Regions from separate parts of the Mus musculus genome. Here region 2 is linked to region 1. A link is a contact called in public HiChIP or PLAC-seq data. All regions are on one chromosome and are shown on one strand. Each heading gives the region's core, a stretch centred on a gene start, on an enhancer-like site or on the middle of the called end of the contact. The rest is flanking DNA. Distances are from core to core; before and after follow the strand shown. Region 1 holds the start of Ddhd1 (DDHD domain containing 1). Region 2 has its middle 67 kb from the start of A530076I17Rik.

Evidence for each region. HiChIP or PLAC-seq counts read pairs in DNA pulled down with a chosen protein or histone mark.
Region 2: an H3K27ac HiChIP or PLAC-seq map of embryonic stem cells shows a contact between it and region 1, with 7 read pairs. The contact joins the enhancer-like site here to the promoter of Ddhd1 in region 1. A contact is called at or near these places in 1 of 39 promoter capture datasets (the 3T3-L1 cell line) and 4 of 115 datasets of contacts at active chromatin or transcription factors (bone marrow-derived dendritic cells, embryonic stem cells, epiblast stem cells and 1 more).

Annotation. Positions count from the first base shown.
Region 1 is chr14:45,655,281-45,661,125 of GRCm38.p6, reverse strand. It overlaps Ddhd1 (DDHD domain containing 1), which reads left to right and starts at 2,983. Exons shown (of 14, transcript NM_001042719.2): 1 at 2,983-3,904. The coding sequence starts at 3,115. It overlaps Mir5131 (microRNA 5131), which reads left to right and starts at 3,073; the gene lies at 3,073-3,165.
Region 2 is chr14:45,732,763-45,738,607 of GRCm38.p6, reverse strand. No RefSeq gene overlaps it. Among named protein-coding and RNA genes, the nearest start is that of A530076I17Rik, 67 kb to the right of the region's middle. Within about 2 kb of position 3,752, at least 15 of the 459 cell types and tissues checked have an H3K27ac peak or open chromatin away from gene starts, as enhancers often do. A contact at or near this core is called in embryonic stem cells, where this site is marked.

The sequences.
Region 1 (5,845 bases), core at 1,734-4,233:
CAGGCAGATCTCTGAGTTTAAGGCCATCCAGTCTACAAATTGAGTTCCAGGACAGCCAGAGCTGCACAGAGAAACTCCCATCTCTAAAACCAAATGACAAAACAGACAACAAAAAGAAAAGAACAACGATATTCTTTGATAAAAATGATGTCATCTTTAAGAGTTAAAACTGCTTTAAAAAAAAAGGTTGGAGAGATGGCTCAGCAGTTAAGAGCACTGACTGCTCTTCTGAAGGTCCTGAATTCAAATCCCAGCAACCACATGGTAGCTCATAACCATCTGGAACAAGATCTGAAGCCCTATTCTGGAGTGTCTGAAGACAGCTACAGTGTACATAAATATAATAAATAAATAAATCTTTTTTAAAAAAAACTGCTAAAAAAAAGCAAACAAAACAAAACCACAACTGATTATTAGCATGGAAATACTTGGACTACATCCTGCCAAGAAATGGGAAGACATTTTAAATGTCTTGATTAAAAAGGAAGGAAGGAAGGAAGGTAGGTAGGAAGGAAGGGAAGGAGGGAGGAAGGGAGGGAGGGAAAGGAAAGGACATGGCTGCTCTTAGATATGGTGGAGGAGGAAGTTTATTATAGATATGTGGGAGAGCATGTCTATGGCTCCGCTCTCCCACATATCTATGCTCTCTCACATATCTATAAGACAAAGACATCTGGTAGAGTCCAGAGGACCAGGTGACCAGACTGAGCAGGGCTGTGTGGGGGAGAGAGAAGAACTGGGTGCTGTAGCTAAGAGGTCAAAAGTACAAAAGAGGCAAATGTACTAAAGTACAAAATGGCTGGATTATACAGGGAAGAGGCACCTGGGTAAGGGCAGCCTGGCCCCTGGGCTGGAGAGTTCTGGGGTAGAAGACAGGGTATGCCAGCCATATCCTGTAACAGGCAGGGACTAAGGGATGCTGGGAGAACCTGGAGGTCAGGTCTGCTTTGATATTAATAGGCACCGTAGCCATTTGTCCCAGGGTTTGAGACTTGACACTGTATCTACCACTTTTAATTACACTTTAATATAGCATCTCCTAAGCTAGAGGATCCTGGTTCTCTTTGGCATCGGAAGCATACAGAAGTGTCTGTACATGGGTAACTATCAGAACAGTGTGGATCAATGCCTCCATGAATAAAACACAGTTCAAAGTTCATACTCAATTTCTTACTCTGCATACTATTAATAGAGACATTGGGAAAGAATTTGGGATGCAGAAATGCAGATGCTTTGTTAGTGGGGCTGTAATGTACAAGTGGACAGACTGCTCACTGAGCAAGATTATCCAGCCAATCCAGTCGTTATGGTAGAAAATACCACCCATGTTCCTCTATTTATCATGAATTGCAACAGTATCATCTGCCCATAGAAAGCAGGGCCTTCCAACAGATCCCTCCAAAAGCACAGGGCACAACAGAGATGAGCCTGATTGAAATAATGACTTTGAAGGCTCTCTGACAGGTTACATCCTGAGAGCAAGACAACTTGCCCTACTGACCTGTTTCCACAAAGTAAACATTAACAGTGAAGACTGTCTGTTCTTGAAGTAAGAGCAAGATTGGAGATTGTTTTCTCAAGATAGGATGGGTTTATAAAATGAATTTTTTTTTCAATTTAAGAGAATGGTCTGAGGTGACAGAGTGCCTCAGCTATAAAACAGGATTTCTATGAAGTTACAGCTGACCTTGACCAAACTCATCAGTCAGCCACAGTCCAAATAATCTCTGCTGGGGCAGCCTGTTCCCCAAAATGAACTGCCTTTTAATAAAACAGATAATTCCAGGAAAGGTACATCATAGACCGACACATAGCTCTATGGCTGCAAGAATTTCATTTCCAAGCCACCCACTTGCCTCTATAAAGGGCCCCAGCTAGTTTACTCCCTTCTAAGACACCCATTTCCCTCCGGAGAGTGTCTTTCCTTCTTTGTTTGAAATAAACTGTCCATCTGTTGAGGTCAGACTCTGGTCTCTGTCTTCTCTTTACTCTGTCTTGGAAGTCTAACATAACAGAGCCTCCGTGTCTCCCTGAAACCAGGAAGTGAGTTACAGAATCAGAGTTATACTAAAAACAAAAACCAAACCAAACTTGGGAAGGCTTAAAAGCCATAGAATTACTAGAGACCGTCCGGTGCAACGATCTCCTACTTATAGCAAGGAATAAGACAAATAGATAAAGGAGATTAAGTGACTTGCCTGGAGGTGGCAAAGCTGAGTTTAGAACCTAGGTTTTTGTTTTTTTTTTTTTCCTCTTTCAGTCTAATAATCTACCACACAAGGCTGGCAAGACCAGTTAGTTATAACCAAGGTACATCGAATGCGCACAGACTGTGGGAAAAGACTAAGACATAGGGACTTGGTTTCCATCCAAGGCCTTACTGCACTACAGAAAGAACAGGAAGCATAAGGACAAGAGGGCAAGCAATCTAAAGAACTGGCACAGTGACTCTAGGACGCCAGTTTTGTAAGTGGGAGTGGTCGTGCCCAGGTGAGCAGCAGGCGTAGAGGTGGGGTGCCTTCTGTATGAATGGGCTGAAGGTTGGGAAAGGGCCAAACCAGGTGACCGAGCAGGTCTTTCGGATGCTGAAAGCAGGCCTAAAGCCAGGAACGTGAGCTAGCAACTTCCAGGGCCCCTCTGGGCATACAGCTGAATCACCCACGGGGCTCATGACCCGAAAGTGTAAAGATGAGTGGGCGAGAGCCTCACTGCGGCTGGCATCCAGGGGCGTGGAAGCGAGGGGGCGGAGCCACTGCGTCGAAAGTCGTGAGGCAGGGGCTCCACGGATGCCGAGACCGCCGCGACCCCGTCTGACCCCCGCTTCCAGGCGCGGAAGACTACGTACAGCCTAGCGCCAAACGGGAGCTCCAGCAGAGTCCTCGGGCCTTCCGGGGAGGCGCGCGCGGCTGGGGGCGGGGCCCCTGTGGCCCCGCCCACGCAGGGCTGCGTAACAATGGGGCGGGCCCCGGAACGGCGCTGCGGCGGCCGGGGGCCGGCGGGGAGGCGGAGTCGCCTCGGCCGCAGCTGCTGCCCTGCTCGGGATTTGAAAGATTATAAAGTCCGGGCCGAGAGGGCGGCGGCGTCGGATGCGCGTGTGGCGGAAGCGCCGGCGGCATGAACTACCCGGGCCGCGGCGCCCCACGGAGCCCCGAGCGTAACGGCCGCGGCGGCGGTGCCTGGGAGCTGGGCTCGGACGCGGCGGGCGTGTTCGGCGGCGGCGGCTGCTGCTTCGAGCACCAGCCGGGCGACAGCGTGCCGCTGTCGCTGCTGCGCGCCGAGCCGCTGCACCTGGCACCGGGCGCCGACGACCTGAGCCACCTGGCTCTGGACCCGTGCCTCAGCGACGAGACCTACGACTTCAGCTCGGCCGAGTCCGGCTCGTCGTTGCGCTACTACAGCGAGGGCGAGAGCGCGGGCGGCGGCAGCTCTTCTTCGCCTCCGCCGCCGCTCGTCGCCCAGAACTCGGGGGGCGGCGGGGCGGCGGGAGGGGGCCCCGGGGACAGGAAGCGCGCCCGGCCCGGCGGCGCAGCCGCCCGGCACCGCTACGAGGTGGTGACGGAGCTGGGCCCCGAGGAGGTGCGCTGGTTCTACAAGGAAGACAAGAAGACCTGGAAGCCCTTCATCGGCTACGACTCTCTGCGCATCGAGCTCGCCTTCCGGACCCTGCTGCAGACCACGGGCGCCCAGGCCCGGGCGGCGGGCCGCGATGGAGACCGGGTGTGTGGCCCAAGCTCCAGCTTCGGGGAGGAAGACGAGGAGGACAGCGCCTGCGGCTTCTGCCCGCGCGCGGCGGGGCCTGAGCCGGAGATGGAGGAGCTGGTGACCATCGAGCCGGTGTGCGTGCGCGGCGGCCTCTACGAGGTGGATGTCACTCAAGGAGAGTGCTACCCGGTGTACTGGAACCGTAAGTGGCTGGCCAGGGGCGGGCCAGGCTCGGCGCGCGCTGGACGGCGTTTGGGGGTTCGGTTGCCCCCGCGATGCCTGCCTCGGGTTAGGATGCAGGTTGCGCGGGGTGCCTCGGCAGGTGAAGGGTAAAAGAGCAGATGGCAGCGCCCAAGCTGCTAGCGGGGTCAGGAGGGGAGGATTCCGCCGGGGATTGTGCCTCCTGGGTGAGTAGAGTGCTGCTGCCATCCCCTGGAGGGTATCCAGGAACGGATCCCCAAGCCAGTAGCTTTAGTTTCTTGACCGTACCAGGGGCTTTGTCCACCTGGATATCTGATTCGGTCTCGTGTCTCCTGAAGCTCCTGTGATTTAAATAACATGTCCTGGAGTGAGTGGAAATGCTTGAGTGTTTTTATGAGAATCAACAGTTCAGCTTAAAACCTGAGAAGAGAAAAGCCCTGACGGGAAAGGAGAGTTACAATGTGTTATTCACAGTGGATGTGTTGGGCACAAGAGGAAAGAACTGCAGGAAGTGGCAGTGCGAAGTGGGTCCGTACCCTCTGTATAGAATGTTTTCATATCTCTTGGGTCCTTTTTACATATTTTTACTTTTGCTTCTTAACCTAGAAAAATTGCACGACCTCGGTTTTCACATCTGTTAAATGGGACTGTCATAAAGGTCTGAACGATGCTTTAGGCAACACGGGTAGGTTTAAAATCAGAATGAGGAAGGGTAATCCATAATCTGACGTGGCATGCAGCAGTTATTAATATATATGATATGTAGTAGTAACAAGTTATTGGCCATCAATAATTTGTACCATACAGTATTAACTTTATGGGCTTCAGTGCCCTTACTCAAATGTCTTTTCCTGATCTTTTGGCCCTCTATACATCTTATATTATTTATTCTGATCTATATTAATTATGTGTATTGATGGCTTAGCTTCCTTTCGGTTTATTTAGTAGCTTCTGGTCAGAGTCCACCACCTTTATCTTTGTACTCATAAAGCAGGTATTCGATGACTTGGTACCGAATTGCATCAGTGATTCTGATAATGCTAAAGCATGCATGCATTAGGTGCAAGTAACTATGATGGCAGATTCAGCACATTCCAAGTCAGGTATAGGTAGCATAGCAGGAAATTTCTTGCTACTCTTCAGGACAATAAAGGCAATAAAGGTTGTTAGTTTTTTAAAGATGAGACTCATATGGACTCTGTTAGGTCACCTCTTGATTATAAACTCACTGAGGACGGACTTAGTAGTTGTATGTGCTAGCACAGTACCTCTGTGCACATTGTTTGGAAACCCATGTCTTTCAGAGGCTTCCCATCCCATTTCTTTTTAAATGATCCACACATCACCATGGGTCTTTCCTGCAGATAAAAACACAGAACTTAGTGGACCCAGAAAGCAAGGTCAGAGGGGCTGGAGAGATGGGTCAGCAGGTAAGAACACCGAGGGCTCTTCCAGAAGACCCTGGTTCAAATCCCAGCCCCCATACTCCCCATGGCAGCTCACATCTGTCTGTAACACCATGATCTGACACCCTCACACGGACATACATGCAGGCCAAACACCAGTGCACATAAAGTAAAAACAATAAATATCAAAGGGAGCAGGGGAGTGAGAGCATAGAGCATCCTGGAAAGGGGGGCTGGAGAGTAAAGCTGTCTCTCCCTTAGCTTAGCCTTAGAGTGCTTGCACTAGACTGACAAGTTTAACACCTTACTCTGCTCACAAAGTAATTTTCACTGTGGAGCAAATTGATGTTGACTTTCATCCTACAAGGATGTAGCCTCAGTGTTATTAATGAACTTGACCAAGGTCACGCAGCTAGAAAGTGATGCAGTAAGCAGTAGTGAGGGAACACAGTGCCGTATGTATTTCACCCATCCAAAGGGACGCACAGGCCACCGTGGATGTAAGACTGAGTCTGCAGGAGTCAGAGGAAGCACGG
Region 2 (5,845 bases), core at 2,503-5,002, 77 kb before region 1:
AAAAATCTAAATCCTTCGATGGCAAATCCTGGCGGATCCGCCATATAAACTGAAAGACACTCATAGCTACATCTTATCCTCACTAATCCCAGTCCAAAAAGTCCCCCCCCCCTTTCCCTATCCAACCGGGAAGTCCCTCCTACTCTCCCAGTGACTGACTCATTTATTCATTAGGGGATGGTTTACTAGAAGTCACCTGAGTATGTGACTTTCTCCTCATCTGCAACCCTTCCCAAGAGAGTGGAATTACCATCAAAATACAAACAGCAACAGGCCCACCCACAATAGTCAGGGTGACTGTACAAAAGAAACAGATTTCTGTGAATTTCAAGGCTTCAAAGTCTAAAACCAAGGCGGAAGTAGAGTCAGTGCCCCGGAAGGACCTGTTTCCTGGAGTGTGTGTGTGTGTGTGTGTGTGTGTGTGTGTGTGTGTGTGTGTGTGTTACCCAAGGCCTCCTATGTCCCAAGCATAGCTCAGACCACTTTCATAAGGAAGTTTGTTAATCCTAGGCAGGAAGACTCTGATGTATGATCTAATGGCCCCTGAAGACTTTAATTCCTAATTCTGTTTTCTTGGCAATCACTATACAAATTCTGAAAGGACTCAAACATTCATACTTTGTTGGAAAAATCTAAATGCTCAAAGGATAACACCTCCATGCTACTGAGCGTTGTTATAGTTTTGACTCACAGGAGGATTTTTCAGCCCTTCCCAGGTGCTGGGGCTAAAGGCAGGAGGAAGTACAGGTCCCTCAGAGTAGATGAAAGACATTTCCCTGCACCAAAGGCTGAAAGGACTAATCTATGCCCTGTACAGAATTAGCAATAAGCTATGATGCCAGGCTTCACGGTGCAGAAAGAAAAGAATGTTTCAATTTTTTAACCTCTCTTAGTATTCCAAAATTTAACACTGGGGCCTTAGATAATGGCTTTTCTCCTAGTTAGCCTCAGATGTCAACCTGACATAGCCTACAGTTATCTGAAGAATTCTTAATCAGAGGTCTACCTCAAAGAGATTGACTTGTGGGCTTGTCTTTCTTAATTTCCAATTGGCTTCTGAAAACCCAGCCCACAGTGAGCGGTGTCATCCCTAGGCAGGTGGACCTGAGCTGAAACTCAAGTTAGCTGAAACTGGATGTGGTGAAGCATGGCTTTAGTCCCCAGCATTCAGGCGGTAGAGGCAGGTGGATCTCTATGAGTTCAAGACCAGCCTGATCTACAGAGCAAGCTCCAGGACAGTCAGGGCTATGTAGATAGACCCAGACTCAAAACAAAACAAAAGAAAGAAAGAAAGAAAGAAAGAAAGAAAGAAAGAAAGAAAGAAAGAAAGAAAGAAAAAGAGAGAGAGAGAGAGAGAGAGAGAGAGAGAGAGAGAGGGAGGGAGGGAGGGAGGGAGGGAGGGAGGGAGGGAGGGAGGGAGGGAGGGAGGGAGGGAAGAAGAAGAAGAAGAAGAAGAAGAAGAAGAAGAAGAAGAAGAAGAAGAAGAAGAAGAAGAAGAAGAAGAAGAAGAAGAGGAGGAGGAGGAGGAGGAGGAGGAGGAGGAGGAGGAGGAGGAGGAGGAGGAGGAGGAGGAGGAGGAGGAGGAGAAAAGGAAAGGAAAGGAGAGAAGAGAAGAGAAGAGAAGAGAAGAGAAGAGAAGAGAAGAGAAGAGAAGAGAAGAGAAGAGAAGAGAAGAGAAGAGAAGAGAAGAGAAGAGAAGAGAAAAGAATATTAGCAAACCAAGGAGAACAAGCCAGTATGCAGTTTTCCTCTGTGGTTTCTGCCTCTGCTCTTTCTTATTACTGGTCTGGATTCCTTCAGATATTAGATTCAGGATAGATTGTGTCAGATGAAATAAGTCCTTTCCTTCCCAAATAACTTTTGGTCATGGTGTCTGTCATAGCAACAAAGAATCAAACTAATACAGATTTGTTGCTTTGCTGGAGTGAACATAACCTCCAGGTGTAGAGGAAGAGAGAGCTGAGCTTCTAAGGAGAGGAAGGTGAAGAGGTCAAGGGAGGGTCAGTAGCTTACGGGCCAATGATGGCCCCTCCCCTCCAAGAAAAACCATGGAGAGAGAAATGTACTAGACAGCTGGGAAGGAAAGCTGAGCATAGAGTTTGGAGAATGTTTGCCCACTTGAATGAAGGAAACCCCTTCAACAGGTTGCAACATGACTAAGTGAAAGGAAGTCTGAACATAGGGTGCCGGCCATTCAGCTCCCATGTGATATGGAAGGAATCTCAAAGTTCCAAAGGAACCATGCTCATGAAGATTAAGTGGTGGTGTCATCAAGCAAGTCCACAAATGTTTTTAAGAAGACCAGTAAACCCTGTGACATGGATGGCAAAGTAGATCTTCTGTCCTGAAGGTCTGGATCACAGCCAGCCTGCAGGGGCCACATGGCACACATGGCTAGAGTTCTCACTTAGCAGGAAGAACTCAAGAATTTGTTCACAGGAGATTAAGCAGCACCAGAGATATGAGGGACGCCATCTTTACACAGACTGGCGAAGACTAGGGAGGAGTCTGTGAACAACAGTGGGACCCAAGGACAGCTGCCCCTTCTTAGGCAAACTCTCTCACAGAGTCACCATCTTGGGGAAGGGGAAGGACATAAAAGTCTGAAAACCTGATTAATTTACCCACCCCACCACTCTATAAAGGGGATGAGGAGGAATAGGCTTTAAGTGGTTATTCTGGGAGCAGGGGTGAAGTTCTTTGGTATCAGTAAGGTTGCATAACACTCATGAGGCCTTGGGTTAGATCCCCAGCACTGTCTGAAACAAAGAGAATGAGCTAACATGATTGGGTTAAAGTAAATTCAGGACTTTTAGTGCTCAGTTTCCATAAATATGAGTCTGTAAATTTGATTATCTCATGAACAAATGCGAGGCATCCCTGAGATAGTATGTAAAGATCCACCTCATTATTTTAAATATCCTATTCCAGTCAAAACTTGGGACCAAAATTTTTCAGATTTGGGATTTAGGAATATTTCTATATTTCCTATATTTTTTTGCAAAGGTGTGGCTAATGTCTCAGCAAACTGGTAAATGCTGAGGCCTTCAGGACAGTCCTTAAGGCTGTGGCAAAGATCTCTGAAAACATGTACAAAAATATATAATTTCTCAACTATGCAAAATATAAAGATCCAATATGAATTATATAAGGAGGTTCACAGATTTAAAAGAAGAGAGGCAGCTGCACTATGAGCCAGCTTGTCAGAAAGACACAAAGGAAGGAAATAAAAAGATTCAGGAAGTGGTATCACAGGGCAAGATCCCACCCAGCGATATTTTGTTGTTGTTGTTGTTTGCTTGTTTGTTTGTTTATGCTTACAAAGGCAGGCAGATTCCTGAGTTCAAGGTCAGCCTGGGACAGAGAGAGTTTAGGCCGGGGCCCAGATATAGTAGGAATGGTAATTTGAAGGCAGCATCCCACCCAGCTATCCGATTGTCTGTGCTTAACAAAGGCAGGCAGATCTCTGAATTCTTTTGCAAAGTAAAAAAATGTGCTTGCAGGCTCCTGGGATAATCAAAAGGGAACCTGGGGTATTGACAGAATTGATATGTAAATAAAAGACTAGGCTTTAGTCTGAAAGAAAAGAGCTATCCAGAGAGATTTTAGAATAGCAAAAGAAAGCTGTCTAGAGCAATCTGGAAAGCTCTCTGGAGCAGAACTCTTTTGTAGCCTCCCACAAGCCTGAAGCAGGCTGAGCCAGAACTTGACCTTGTTGCCACTAAGGAGATTATGTAGGGTGGAGCCTTCCTCCCTAGATCGCTCTATTGTTGAGACACTGTCGCTGTTCCTCTTCAAGATACTGCTACCTGCTGAGAGGCCCCGGAACTATTCCAGAGACTACTGCCCTATCCTGCATGTCATCACCTGCAGCGGGTTCCAGGCTCCAAGGATGAATTGGCGGGAATGGACTTTCCCCCCTCCTTTATAAAGCATGTCTGTCATTAAACATTTGAACCTTGAGCAGACTAGTTGTCTTGGTTCCATTATTTCTCAACCTGCCTAGGCTCCCTCTTTTCTGTCAGTTCCAAGATGCCTTCCAGGCTCAAACCCGGACATGAGAGCCACAGGCCGGCTCCAAGAGTCTTTGTCTTTTAGTCACTTGTTTCACCTCTCTCAAACTCCTCAGAACCCCTCTCCAAGCTGAAGCTGGTTCTTGGCATAGACAGAGATGCCCAAGAAATCTTATGGTCTCTCCTATGAGTCCAGGAAGGTAGCCTGAATCTTGAAACTCAAGTCTAAAACTATGAAGAAGAAAGAATGCAAATGTCTGCCTTACCTGTCAGTCCGAAAGACTCGTCTATACAGTGAGAAGTGAAACAAGACTTCTATGACCCCAAACAGAGCATTTCATATCCCAGTGGGAGCCCAGAGAGTCACCCTGAACACTCCGCTTTAAGTTGTTATCCCGTAACTAACCAACAATGTCTTTGACGTAAATACTTAAACTTTCTGACGAGTGTCAGTTTTCTTGTATGTAAAGTGATAACAATGTCCATAGCAAGTCACATTGTGCCTATGGACTTATTTCTATACACTGTGCTGAACCTGGTTAAGCAATGTTATCCCATCTCACAAGTTAGGATGTGAAACCTAGACAGTTTGAAAGGGACTTAAGTTCATGTAACTACCAAACTGCTAGGTGATATCCCAGATAAGTCTTCCACATCTAAAACAGTTCCTTTCTGCTAAGGAAGATATTCAACCAAACTCAAAACTAATAATCTTGCAGTGAAAATTCCAGGAGATGAAACTGAATTATTTGTGAACATCCAGAGGTTTAAATTTTCAATTTTCATTTTTATTCTTGTAATTTTGTTCCCAGGACCATGGTCATAGGCTGTAATGGGAATAAGCTTGTGAGAAACTCAGGAAGAATGTGAATAATTGAGTAGACAGGCAAGAAGGGCAGCATGACAGAGGAGGAAGGGAAGAAAGGTCAAGATGGGGCTTATTGGAGAAGCTATTGAATGATACAGAAATAAGATTTTTTGGGGGTCAGGTAAAGAATTATTTTGATTTCAGTAAAATAAAATCTAAGATATAGTTAGAGAATGTCTCTTGCTTATTTTTTTCATCCACTAATCCGTGACAAGCATTTTTACCAGTCCAGTAGAAATTTCTGCAGTGAATTCAGCTGTGAAGTGAAATAGGTCATCATCCTCTCGTGGTAATAAAGGTAATAAAATGAAATAAGCTGGAATGTTTTTCTACTCTCTGATCTAATTTCTTTCCCATTTCAAAGTGGGAGAGAGGGAGAGGAGAGGAGGGAGAGAGGGGGAAGGGGAAAGAGAGAGGGAGAGGGAGTGTTGCTTTCCTTACAATTAGCTTAAGCTGTCAACTTGACACACCTGGAAAGAGAGACCCTCAGTTCAGGAATTGCTTCCAACAGATTAGCCTGCAGACAAGTCTGTGGAAAGCCAGTCCACAGTAGGTGGCACCACCCCTAGGCAGATGGGCCTGCCTGCTCTGTATAAGAAAGGTAGTTGAGCAAGCCAGTAAGTAGCTTTCCTCCATGGTTTCTGCTTCAGCTCTTACCTTTGGGTTCACTGGGCCCTGTGAGCAGTAGGCTAAAATAAACACTTCCCCAAGCTGTGCTTGGTTGGTGTTTTATCACAGTAACAAAGAACAAAGTAGGACAAATGCTAACACCTGGGAGGTTAAGGAATTCAAAACTCAGAGGTGAGATAGAAAAGGCTTACATTACCTCCTCTCTCTCTCTCTCTCTCTCTCTCTCTCTCTCTCTCTCTCTCTCTCTCTCTCTCTCTCTCTCTCATACACATACACACACACACACACACACACACACACTCATTCTCAAAGGAATCATTCCCCATTCAGATAC